Regions from separate parts of the Ovis aries genome. Here region 2 is linked to region 1. Evidence: chromatin contacts called from public Hi-C data. All regions are on one chromosome and are shown on one strand. The core of a region is the stretch at or near the end of the contact, and the rest is flanking DNA. Distances in the headings are between cores, read along the strand shown. Region 1 holds the start of GOPC (golgi associated PDZ and coiled-coil motif containing). Region 2 overlaps DCBLD1 (discoidin, CUB and LCCL domain containing 1).

Region 1 (6,122 bases), core at 1,906-4,405:
AGAAGGCTTTCTTATCTCCTCTTGCTATTCTTTGGAATTCTGCATTCAGATGCTTATATCTTTCCTTTTCTCCTTTGCTTTTTGCCTCTCTTCTTTTCACAGCTATTTGTAAGGCCTCCCCAGACAGCCATTTTGCTTTTTTGCATTTCTTTTCCATGGGGATGGTCTTCATCCCTGTCTCCTGTACAATGTCAGGAACAATTCCAAAGACCAACACAAAGCAACACATGTAGATAGAGCACACTGACAACAGATGGCAGCACTAGAACGTCAAACCAGGCCTTTTGCATCCGTGCTAGGCTTGACTTGCAAAAGTGCAGAACCCCAGTCAAGGTGGGCAGAAGATAACATCTATGAAAAGGGTGCTCATGAGCATTTGAAATAGTCACGTAGCACCAAGGAGCAGCACATAGGGATGAGGAAGCTGCTACATAGCATCTGAAGGAGAAGGGACAATATGAGGTGACAGTGTTCTGAGTTACAACGGTATGACTTGTTGGAGTGGTTGTAAAAATTGTACACAGAAGTGGAGTTGGGTTCTTCAGTCCTGAAAATGGCGTTATTCACCAAGGATCAGAGCACTGGATGTACATAAATACTTAAAATTCATTTTGGTTGTACCCATACAGTATGAAGCTGAATTTTTTTAAAAATTAAATTTATTTTCAGGTGTAGTTTATATAAACTAAAGAAAGTGGTAAGCAATAGAATGGGCTTCCCAGGTGATGCAGTGGTAAAGAATCTGCCTGACAATGCAGGAGACACAGGTTCAATTCCTGGGTCAGGAAGATCCCCTGGAGAAGGAAATGGCAACCTACTCCATATTCTTGCCTGGGAAATCCCAGGGACAGAGGAGCCTGATGGGCTACAGTCCATGGGGTCATAAAAGAGTCAGACATGACTTAGTGACTGAACAACAACAGCAAAAAGCAATAGAAAATGAGTATTACACTTAATTTTTGCAAATAGTTCCTATATATTAATGTTTGTATATGGCTTGTAACTGGGAAGGAATTATTAAAAAAAAAAAGCTTTGGGATTGATTTGCCAACTTATTAACTTATACATGAAGAGATGGATTTCTGCATCCTTCTATACCCGATGATTAACAGCTAAGACTTTGGAGAAAAAGACATCTAGATTGAAATCTCACCTCAGTGGATTTTTAGGTATATACCAAGATTCTTAAATTCTCTGTGACTCATTTATAAAAAACTGAGAACAGCTAATTCATAGAATTTTGTGAGAGTCAAAGAAGCAAAGTAAATAACAAAATGCTTAACACATAGTATGTATTCAATAACTAAAAGCTATTATTGTGGTTTCATGTGTACGTGGCCCCTCAACCCCAACTTAACATTATTTTTATACTTTAAATTCCTGGAAATGGGATTGCTAACTGGACTATGAATAGGGAAAATGGCTGGAAACTTGGTGGCTGCAGTAATGATGTTCTTGCAAATTTTGCAGATAAAAATTAAGTTAATTTGGGAGCAGAGATTGGGGGGTGGGAAATGCAAATCTTAGTTTTATATTATTTCTGGGTAAAACCTGTGTGAATGTGCCTAGTTAAGCTCAAGGAAAGGATCTGAGTAGTTTTGCTTAGCCAAGTTTGTTGAAGCCAAAAAACCTTATTAACTGATACGTTGAACAGTCTGCCCTGACCCAGAGGGCAAACTAACACTATGATTTTTTATTCCTCACTGGCATTAGTGAGGGACCCACGGTGCAGACTTTGATGGAGATTAACTTGGAGAGTCTGTAGTTAGCCAGTGAAATATTCCCTTAGGCAATATCTTTTATGAGAGACAGTTCTCACCAGCCTACCATATCAGATTACTTTCTCCTTCCTTTTCAAGACTAGGCTGGAAGGGGATTGAGAGTGAGTAAATGGAATGGTAAAGAACAGCTGCTCAATACTCCCAATAGTCACATTAAAGTTGTAGCTATGTGCTCTGCTAATGGGAGGGTCACATCTCATTCATTTTTGTGCCCCTGATGCCTCAACAGGGCTCTGCATTCAATCTGTCTATGAATATGTAAATCTTCATAATTTTGTTTCACTGAAATGTCACGTGTAGGAACACTATCCAAGTGTTTTTTTTAATAAGAACATCTTTTTAGGTAGTTGCTTTGGAAATGTATAACCTGTGGTGTGATAATAAGGAATATCAAGTGCCAAGCCGGAGAAGGCAATGGCAAACCACTCTGGTACGCTTAACTGGAGAATCCCATGGATGGAGGAGCCTGGTAGGCTGCAGTCCATGGGGTCGCTAAGAGTAAGACACGACTGAGCGACTTCACTTTCACTTTTCACTGTCATGCATTGGAGAAGGAAATGGCAACCCACTCCAGTGTTCTTGCCTGGAGAATCCCAGGGACGGGGGAGCCTGGTGGGCTGCCATCTATGGGGTCGCACAGAGTCGGACACGACTGAAGCGACTTAGCAGCAGCAGCAGCAGCAGCAGTGCCAAGCACTGCTAAGCATTTTACCTTATTACTGAGCGAAAGAAAATTTGGAAACTGAGGCTTTGAGGTTAAAAAATACAACTAAGATGGCACAGCTAATAGGGGATAGGACTTAAAACTTGAACCCAAGGCTGTCTGACTTTTAATCACAAGAGGAAAGGACTCCTCTTAATTAAGCAACACCTGGTGAGCCGCTGTCCTTCAACTTTGCAGTTCTAGGCATTTCCATCCAGAATTTAAGGCCTGGTTTACCGAGAAGAGCAAGTGTGTCCACCCACCCCATCCGCATCACCCGTAACAGGAACTGGACTGGAAAAGGTAAAACGTGGCCACTGCGCATGCTCACACGGCCCTTTCTCACCCTTCCCACAGAATGTTACCGCGGCAACTTTGTCGGACTACTTTAGAACGGTTCCTGCCCACTATGAAGTCAAAGGGGTGGAAGCTGTTCCTCTCTGCGACGTGGACACCCTTCTCTTCTCCGGGCTTTTCCAACTTGGAAGCCCACACCATGCATCTCCCGTGGATTCAAGCTGGAGTTTGCCAGTTCTCAACATGGCCGTTGACAGGCCGGTCCCAAACGGAGGCTTTTCATAGGCCAAGGTCGCACCCTAGCTCCGCCCATTTCGTCCCTCAGGGCTGCGTCTGCCTAGGTCTTTTCTACGCAGGCGCGGCGGGGGCGGGCCGCGAGGTGGGACGGCCCGCGTCTTCCGTGTGCCACCGCCGCCGCCTCTGCTCTGCTGCTCTTGCCCCTCCGGGGCTTCGTTGCCGGCGTTAGCCACGCGAGGGGAAGAGAGGGGACGGACGGAGCGTGCGTGCGCGGGGCTTCCCGCAGTCCCAGCAGTTCCTCTCGCGGGGTGGACGACGGGGTCAGCAGCAGTCGGGGGAGGCCCTAGACGGCGCCATGTCGGCGGGCGGTCCATGCCCGGCAGGGGCCGGAGGGGGCTCAGGGGGAGCCTCTTGCGCCGTGGGGGTCTCCCCTGGCGGAGTATCTATGTTCCGGTGGCTGGAGGTGCTGGAGAAGGAGTTCGACAAGGCCTTCGTGGATGTGGATCTGCTCCTGGGCGAGATTGATCCGGACCAGGCGGACATCACTTATGAGGGGAGACAGAAGATGACCAGCCTGAGCTCCTGCTTTGCGCAGCTTTGCCACAAAGCCCAGACTGTATCCCAAATCAACCACAAGCTAGAGGTGAGCCTTGAGCCCTGGAGGGGGTGGCATTCAGCTCCAGCCATCAGACTTCATTTAACGCACCGGTGAAAAACTGCCAGCTCGGGTACCTGGGCTTCCTATGTGGCGGGAGTGCGTGTATGTGAAGGAAAAGAGTGAGGTGAGGTGAGAGCAGGAAGAGCTGTGTAGGTTGACATGTAGGTCTCCTGGGGTCCTGAAAGCCACCTGCCTGGTATCTCTATGAGGAGGAAACAGGAACTAATTAGACCTGTCTACTTGTGCCTTTTCGTTAAGAAGCCTAAGACTTCACAGAAGCTCAAAGATGCTCCGTCATAAGAATATTTTAGCTCACCTTTTAACATTTGAGTTTTTTAGATCTAGTTTCACATTGCAGGTTTGTATATGGCCAATCCTGATTATTTTGGACTATTTCAGGTCAATTTTCATTGTTGCACACAGCGCTATTCCTTGCCTGCATGAACTATTTAGGGGAATTTGATCAAAGCTTTTAGGAAAATGGGATAAACAAGATAGGATCAATGTCTGTCTCAGTTTACAGTTAGTCCTTAAATTACAGTCACATACCTCCAGAGCTCCCTACGGTTATTCAGATGACTTCTAATATTGAGGTGTGTCTGTACTTTACTACATTTCCCCAAATCTGGATTTGTTTTTGAAAGTGTGTGAAGAGCGATCATTTGCTTAAGTCTCTCATCTTGGTTGTGGGTGTGAGTGCAGTAGTAGTAGTTCCCAAAAAACCTACCATGTTTTGCAGAAAATTAAATTAGCATATTTTTACAATATTTAGAAATCATGATAGATTAACATTATTATATAAAGAGCATTTTAAATTATATAATGTAAATAAGAGAATGGGTCTTCATTTTAAAGTGGATAAAAATAGGATAATAAACGATATGCAAAGCTCTTTGACATTAGATTTCCTAAGAAATCGTTACTATCAGTTGTGATGATTGAGATTGCCCACGGGATCCAAATCAATATGAATATCAGAAATGCATTCTCTCCTTGCTTAGTAGTTAGCATTCTTTCTTTTTCCTGTCTGTCATGGAAAAGGTAGTATAATTTATCTTTGATGAGCATAGAATTGTATATGGGAGATTTTGTGATTCTTCTTCACTGAAAGAACTGTTAGTTTCTTTTACCCTTTTTGAAAAGGTTGGACGTGTTGACATAAAGCTAATCATTTATTAATCTACATCTGTGAAAATGTCTCTTGATTTCTTGATTCAGCTGTAGTTTCTAGAAGATGGTTATTTATTCAGGTAGTGACATTGCATTTGATGGTCTTCAGTAGCTTTTGCTATTCATCCTATACAACTGAGAGTTTTTACTGAGGACAGAAGAGCCTGGCAGGCAACAGTCCATAGGGTCGCAAAAAGCTGGATACAACTGAGGAAGTATACACACACACACACTGAGGATAAACAGAGTTTTTAAAAATGAAACAAAGTCTAATTCATTTTTTAAGAGACTTACGGAAACTTTGATGTTTTGATGTCAGATTTTAAAAATCTAATTTTGGAGAAATGATTGTTCTGTGAGCAGGTGATGCTCAGTTTTTTCATCTTTAAATATTTTAAATGAGTATTTAGAGTTATATTATGCATTTTCTTTTTGAGAAATCATAATTATGTATTCTGATTCCATGTCCTGGCTTAGAAGGTGGCTTTATTTCTCAAAACAAGAAATGCTAGCCCATCACAATGTAGGCACGTTTTTTTTTAACATCCTTGAAGCTTTTGATTTGAAGAGTTTAGAAAATAGGGGTTGTTTGTGTGTTTTTTCAGTTACAGTTGACTTCTTTGTAAGGTTACTGTTTCTCTGTTTAACAGTTTCTACAGTTTTCATGGAATCCGTTGTGTATTGCTGAGGAGAGAGTCATTGTCAGCAGTGCCTTTCAAAGTAGATCTGCCTTTGTATCATCTGCAGAATTTCAGAGGTGGCCCTGTGTACCTTTAGCAGTCTTTTGAGATCTTGAAATTTTAGCAAAGATTTCATACTTTCTTGCCCTGTTTTATTTTTTAGTAAGTGAATTAAATTCATTTTATTGCTTTAAGGATATGGACATTAAGGCATAATATTTGAGGTCACTTATGGTCTGATGTAGTGCACCAGATGTGCACCAAATTTCGGTTCTTTAATATACTTAAAGCATATTACCATAATAACATATTTTTATAATCAAGAAACAGACACCTCCAAGAGTAACTTAGATTTAAATTGAGCATCCTTCCGGATTGCCCTTCTTCTGCTAAGTTATTGTCTTTAGGTAGTTAATTTAATATTAATATAGTAGTTAGGAAATGGAGAAGGCTATGGCACCCCACTCCAATACTCTTGCCTGGGAAATCCCACCGATGGAGGGGCCTCGTAGGCTACATGGGGTCGCTAAGAGTTGGACACGACTGAGCAACTTCACTTTCACTTTTCACTTTCATGCATTGGAGAAGGAAATGGC
Region 2 (6,122 bases), core at 2,513-5,012, 66 kb after region 1:
GTAACAAGCAAGAAAACAGGTACAGAGAAGTTCTGGTTCCTTGCCCACCATGCACTCAACCACTATGCTATATTGTTTCAGGAATTTACGTGGAATGCAACAAGAGCGATAAAGAGAAAATAAGGGGGAAGAAGAGACATGATGGAATGAGAAGGCCCAGTGAGCGTCCACAGGAATCCCGGGAGCGAATAAAGAAAACAGCAGAGGCAAGTAGTATCGGGCAAGGGAGGCTGAGACTTTTTCATAGTTCATAAAGATGAGTCCTGAGATTCTGGAAGCACAAGTCCCAAGTGAATACAGATGAATTTATAGCAGCCCCAAGTGGTAAAATTGCAGAATACCAAAAGCAGAGTGAAAATCTTTAAAACCTGTCGGGGAATTTATTCCCAGAACAGGGAGAAGCTGGGTGAGAGACCCGCAGCTGGAGGTGAAAGATCAGTAGCGGGCCATGAACACAGCAGTGTGGCTTTAAGAGGGGCACTTCTAGGCGACTGGATGGGCTGGGTCTGGGGGCAGAGACCGCGAGGAGGACTCATTCAGCCCTAGCTTCTCATTAGTGGGGCTCAGCTTCTCCCAGGTCCTGGTGAGAGCCCAAGCTTGTGCTTTCTCTCAAGGGAGCACAGGGTGAGTGTGGCTCTCAGAATCTTAATAGTTGGTGCATAAACAAATGGGAGAAGCATTTTGAGAATAATGAGGCCAAGCTGGTGGCTACACTTGGATTGCTAAATTGATGTATTTATGAAAGGCCTTGTGATGATGTTTTTGTGAAAGGCTGTTCATGGTGATAAATATGATACCAGTTTCTGCTAAGAACCTAAAGCAGTGCAAAATAAGAGAAATGTCTAGTATCCTTTCTAGGCTGATTATAAACATGAGTTAGTGCGCGTATAAATCACAGTAATAGAAGCCAGAGCAGCGTCAGCAACCTCTGTGGATGGCTTAGTCTTGTCTGTCTGAGCAGATATCTTTCTGCCACAATTGTAAGAAGTGATGGACTGCAATTTTTGCCTCCCAGTAGGATTTGATACCATAGAAAAAAAACAGTTGCCTTATCATAGGTGCTAATTTTGCAAAACGGAAAAGAAAAGCATAGTATTTTCCTGCTCTTATCCTGTAGTTTTGGCTCGGCTGTTTTGGGTGTATCAGACAGACTTTTCCACTGACCATCCTGGGCTGTGCGGTGAGGCCATCCTGAGGAAGTGGTGTTCCAAAACAAAGTCCTGTCCTCGCGCTTTCTGTCATTATTGGATCATGTATATGGGAAAGAAATGGGATAGATGGGCACTGCTCCACTGTAGAGAAGTGTGGTTTTTTTGACTAGTATTTTAATGTTAAAAATACATGCAGCCCAAATGTCACTGTTCTTATCTGTAAGCCTTGGAGGAAGGCACACTCACATCGTTTTTATGCATGAGGAAACTGAGGCTCAGGGTTAAGTAATGACAAACTGGATATACAGATGGGTCATGGGCAGACCATAAATAAAACAGAACTCTGGCTGGCAGCCTACAGCAAAAAGCATAGGAAACCAACTCATTATCCACAGTAGCCAATAGAGAGGCCAGCTTGCTGTAAGTCAGGCTTGTAGGAAGTCAGACCACTACTTCTGGAAACAATGCAGGAAGCCAAATTAAAATGCCTGAAACTGACCCCAGATCGCTAGGACTTTATTAATAACTGACAGCTTCCCTCATTTCTGTCCCTATTTCCAACTTAGGACCAACCAGAGGAAGCCACGTATGCTCTTCCCATTGTACCGCTTGCCCTTGTATGGAGGCTGAGCCTCCAGTGCCTTCAGTAGGCCAGCAAGCAGGATACCAATGAGAGGCGGGTATGTACATTGGTTTGGCATAGTTTATTACAATTAGTATGCATAGAAAACCATGTAAACTCACAAGGTAAATGGTTTGTCCTCCATAGTAACCACAGATAGTCTGCTGCGACCTTCCAGCACCTCCATATCACAGAAACTGTCATACAACTAGTATTATACATTTTTAGGGAAAGAATTTTTTGGTCTACATTTTCTATTAAAACAAAAACATACACTTTCCTTTTTGACAAAAGAGGTTAAATTCACACGTGCCCCCCACCCACAGTGAACTTACAAAGCAAACTCAGATAAAACCACTGGACAATGAGGTACAGCTGAAGTCAGGGCCAATCTGGAATTATAGACACCTATTTAAGGGAAAATTTTTTCTTACAAAATTAGCACTTTCCAGCCATCTCGGTAGAAAAAGCCCTATGTAGATTTGGCTTCAGTCACTTTTAATAAGAACACACTTCAAATAACTTTTTTTGTGTTTTCAAATAGTACAATGCGCTGTTTCCGACGAGTCATGAAAACTGTGGGCGTCTGACCTCAGCAGTATTTTTCATCTGAGGCACAAAAGCATCTGACACAGTAATTTAGAGCGTAATTGCTGCGCCACCTTCACTGTGTCTGTTGAGCAGTTTTGGTTGCTCTAAGTCTGGGCATTTGGCTTTGCAGACAGTTTGAAAAGGCAGATTTGCATGTGAAAGCGAGTTATCTGCCAGGCCCAAGGTGAACAAGAAGCAACCTGTCAGGAAGGCCAGCTGCTCAGAGGGCCAACTCCTGCAGGCTGAGGGAAGTGAGGTCCCCTGCAGGCCACGGAGACCTGGTCCTTGGACCCCTTGACAGGCCACTGCACATGCCCACCTGAAGTGAGGTGCCTGTATTTTGTTTGTTCTTTTTAATCTACAATAGTAATTGCAAACAACCACCCTGGTGTGCTTTTCATGCTTCAAGTAATTTCATTCCTTCCAGGAGAAGAATGCTAACAATGCTTTTAGTTTTCCATATCAAAGGAAAGGAAATGAGCCATAATAACAACAAGATTAAGTTTAAACAGACCTGCTGCTAACACAGTATCAGATAAAATATATTTTAAAAGTGAACATACTATTATATGTTTTTGCAACAGCTGCATTCTCCCACTTAACCTCCCTGCAGAACGAAAATCTGCTAAAGCAAATTTAAGTTACTTTAATCTTGTTAAATACAACTCTGTACAGATTGCACATTTTTACATCGAAGCAGCTCAGTATCACAGTTAGAGAAATGAAAACGCCATCTGAAGAATGTTCATTTTTCTAGCCCACAAAACCCAACAGACGCTGGCCCTCAGGGTCAGAACAAACCAGCTGCACAATTCTGTAAACAGTGTGGAGGGGGGCTCCCCGCAGGATCCTGTTCCACTGCGCACACACGCACGCGCACACACCACACTCACACGCACACTCTCCCGAGCGCATCGGCTTCCAGGGCGGCGCGCAGTCCGGCGCTCAGTACCGCAGCAGCAGTTTGATTCACAGTGTGTGTGTTCACAGAAGAGCGGTCATGGCCGTCGGGCTGAGGGGTCTGAGGCAGTCTCTGGGGGCCAAGTAGGCAGGGCTGCTCGCGGGGCTGACCTGGGGCTTCTGATGGTCGGGAGGGGCGCAGCCCGCGGCTAAGCCGCCGCCCTTGGGCTGGTCGTAGCCCGGCTCCGCGGGCGCGGGGCTCGGCGGCCGCTGGTAGCCGGCGGCTGGGGAGAAGGCGCCAGAGGAGAGGGAGTGCTTGTGCGCCGGCCGGGGCCCCGGCACGCGGTAGCCGCTCCGCGCCGAGAAGGTGTGCGCGCGGGCCAGGTGCCGCTCCACGATGGGCGTGGCGTACTCGGGCTCGGGGTTGGTCAAGGGCAGCGCGTACTCGTGGCGGCCGGCCGGCAGGGGGCAGTCGTAGTGGCCGCCGGCCTCGGTACCCGACCCCGCCGCGTCCGCCTCGGTGTCCATCGGCCGGAAGGTGGAGCCCTTCCTGGTGACCGTCTCGGTGCCAATCATGAGAGGCTGCTGGTAATCTGAAACCCAAAGAGTAGACTTTCGGTACTCCAGCCACTCCCCGGCTGTCCGGGGAGGGGGTGCTCTGCCCTGTGCCTGACGTGTACCAGGCGGAAGAGAAAGATGTAAGCAGCACAGATACCACGCCTCGAGAGGCAGAGGTTACCTCTAACCACACCTAGGGGTATGAAAGAACATCTTCATGGAGCTCTTAAACTGGCTCTTGAAAGGCTACATTTTGGAGTTGAAGATAATACTGTCAGGAAAGGGAAAAGTGACTGAACAACGTATTAAACAACCATGAACAAAGAGTGTGGTGTAACCAGAGCATGGGAGATGTGGAGAAATTTAATAGAAAGCAAAGACCAGAGTGATAGGTTGGGAGTTAACGACAACTGGTAATGGTGATCATGGGCCTCCCAGGTGGCACTCCTGGTAAAAGACCTGCCTGCCAGTGCAGGAGACCTAAGAGACGCGGTTCGATCCCTGGGCCAGGAAGATCCCCTGCAGAAGGGAATGGCTACACACCCCAGTAATGCCTGGAGAATCCCATGGACAGAGGAGCCTGGCTACAGTCCATGGGGTGAGAAAGAGCACACAACTGAGCGACTAACAACAACGATAATCATAAAGCTCGCATTTATCGAGTCCTTTCTTGGCGCCAGGCACTATTCTATAACATTAATAAATCAATTAGTTAAATCCTCTGGAAAAAACGTATTATGAGGTAGTTTCCTCATAGTACGTTTACAGACGGGAAACTGAAGCAGAGAGAAATTTAAGTAATTTTTCCAGGATCACACAGGTAGCAGCCAGTGGGGCAAGAATACAAACACATGCTCCAGGCGCGAGTTGTTGCCTATACCCTACATCATGGTGGGTAGCGAGTGCCCTGCCAGAGAGTTCCGCTTAATTGTCTAGAAACCTATGGAGATTCTAAATAAGTGACTGGCAACTAGAGGTAACCCTGGAAGGAGACAGAAGAGGGAAAGATAAAAGTAAAAAGAAAAATGAAACCCAAAAAGTCATAAATTAGGGGACTAGCAGCAGCTTTGGAAGGACCACATATTGGGGACAGGTATCAGAAGAATACGCCCTCCTTCACAGCTCAGTGGGTAAAGAATCTGCCTGCAATGGAGGAGAGCTGGGTTCGATTCGTGGGTCAGGAAGATCCCCTGGAGAAGGAAATGGCAACCCACTCCTATATTCTCACCTGGAGAATCCCATGGACAGAGGAGCCTGACAGGCTACAGTCCATGGGGTCACAAGAGTCGGACATGACTTAGCGACTAAACCACCATCAGAAGAATTGGTCACCAACAATGTAAGTAGGGTAAGAGGAAAGAGGAGCTTTCCAGCTGTTCAGCCCTGAAAAATGGGATGCACAGATGGAAGCCACTTAGAAAAGGAGTTCCTGGAGCATATGGGTTAGTAAACGATTGTTGTGGGACTTCCCTGGTGATCCAGTGATTAAGACTCTGCATTTCCAATGCAGGGGTTCAATCCCTGGTAAGGGAAAGAAGATCCCATGTGCCATAGGGCATGGCCAAAAAGTTTTTTAAAAATTAAAAATTTTTTCAATTTCTTTTTAAAATTTCACTTACTATGTATACTGTATTTTACAAAACTGTTGGTCCATGATGGATTAGACATTTTGAAAAACCAAACAATAGATCCTTCTTCATAAATCCAGTGACTCCACAATGGCTTGTCGAAACCCTGAGGCCATCCTAACAGATTGCTTCATGTCCTTCTTCCTCTTTCTTTAGAGCAGGAGCTATGCTGAATTCATCTTTCTAGTCCCTTTCCTAGTGCCTTAATCAAAACCTTAGTAACAAAAATAGATTAAGTAAGGGCATCCAAGTTTCAGTGGTACTTCAGGACCATCGCTCTGGGTGTCATTAGAGGCCCTGCAGGTGTAAGAGTCTGAGCTAAACGGGGCTTTGGAGAGATATTTCAGTGTTAGTCTGTGACTCTTTACAGAGCACAGTGATGCACCAGATCCTGTCTAAACAAAAGGCTTCGGTCGTACCTCTCTTCCCGGCCGCCCCTCTCCCGTAAGCAGCACCTTACAGCAGCCACGGAGACTTGGTGCCTACCTGCTGTATCACTGGTGACGAGATCCAACTTTTGTGTCATCTCCTTTTCATTATCATAGCTGATGGTAAACTCAGCTGACTGATGCCTGGCAAAGGGATACTTGATCTGCTTCCAACAGTCTGGAATAAAGATAACACGGAACAAATATCTCAGGAGTATAACACACTCACTCCACAACAGGTTCC

The links. Hi-C and Micro-C count contacts between places; a contact is called where the count stands out from the background.
Region 2: a Hi-C map of hypothalamus shows a contact between it and region 1, with 2.3 times the contacts expected there. The contact joins the enhancer-like site here to the promoter of GOPC in region 1. A contact is called at or near these places in 3 of 16 Hi-C or Micro-C datasets (hypothalamus, liver and tail adipose tissue).

Annotation. Positions count from the first base shown.
Region 1 is chr8:20,411,824-20,417,945 of ARS-UI_Ramb_v3.0, forward strand. It overlaps GOPC (golgi associated PDZ and coiled-coil motif containing), which reads left to right and starts at 3,156. Exons shown (of 9, transcript XM_004011171.6): 1 at 3,156-3,661. The coding sequence starts at 3,374. It overlaps LOC101102818 (nephrocan-like), which reads right to left and starts at 3,011. Exons shown (of 3, transcript XM_004011169.6): 1 at 1-3,011.
Region 2 is chr8:20,476,854-20,482,975 of ARS-UI_Ramb_v3.0, forward strand. DCBLD1 (discoidin, CUB and LCCL domain containing 1) reads right to left here. Exons shown (of 15, transcript XM_015097330.4): 14 at 5,937-6,056; 15 at 1,837-3,857. The coding sequence ends at 3,349. It overlaps LOC132660231 (a long non-coding RNA gene), which reads left to right. Exons shown (of 2, transcript XR_009601605.1): 2 at 82-6,122. Among named protein-coding and RNA genes, the nearest start is that of GOPC, 65 kb to the left of the region's middle. Within about 2 kb of position 3,763, at least 30 of the 54 cell types and tissues checked have an H3K27ac peak or open chromatin away from gene starts, as enhancers often do. A contact at or near this core is called in hypothalamus and liver, where this site is marked.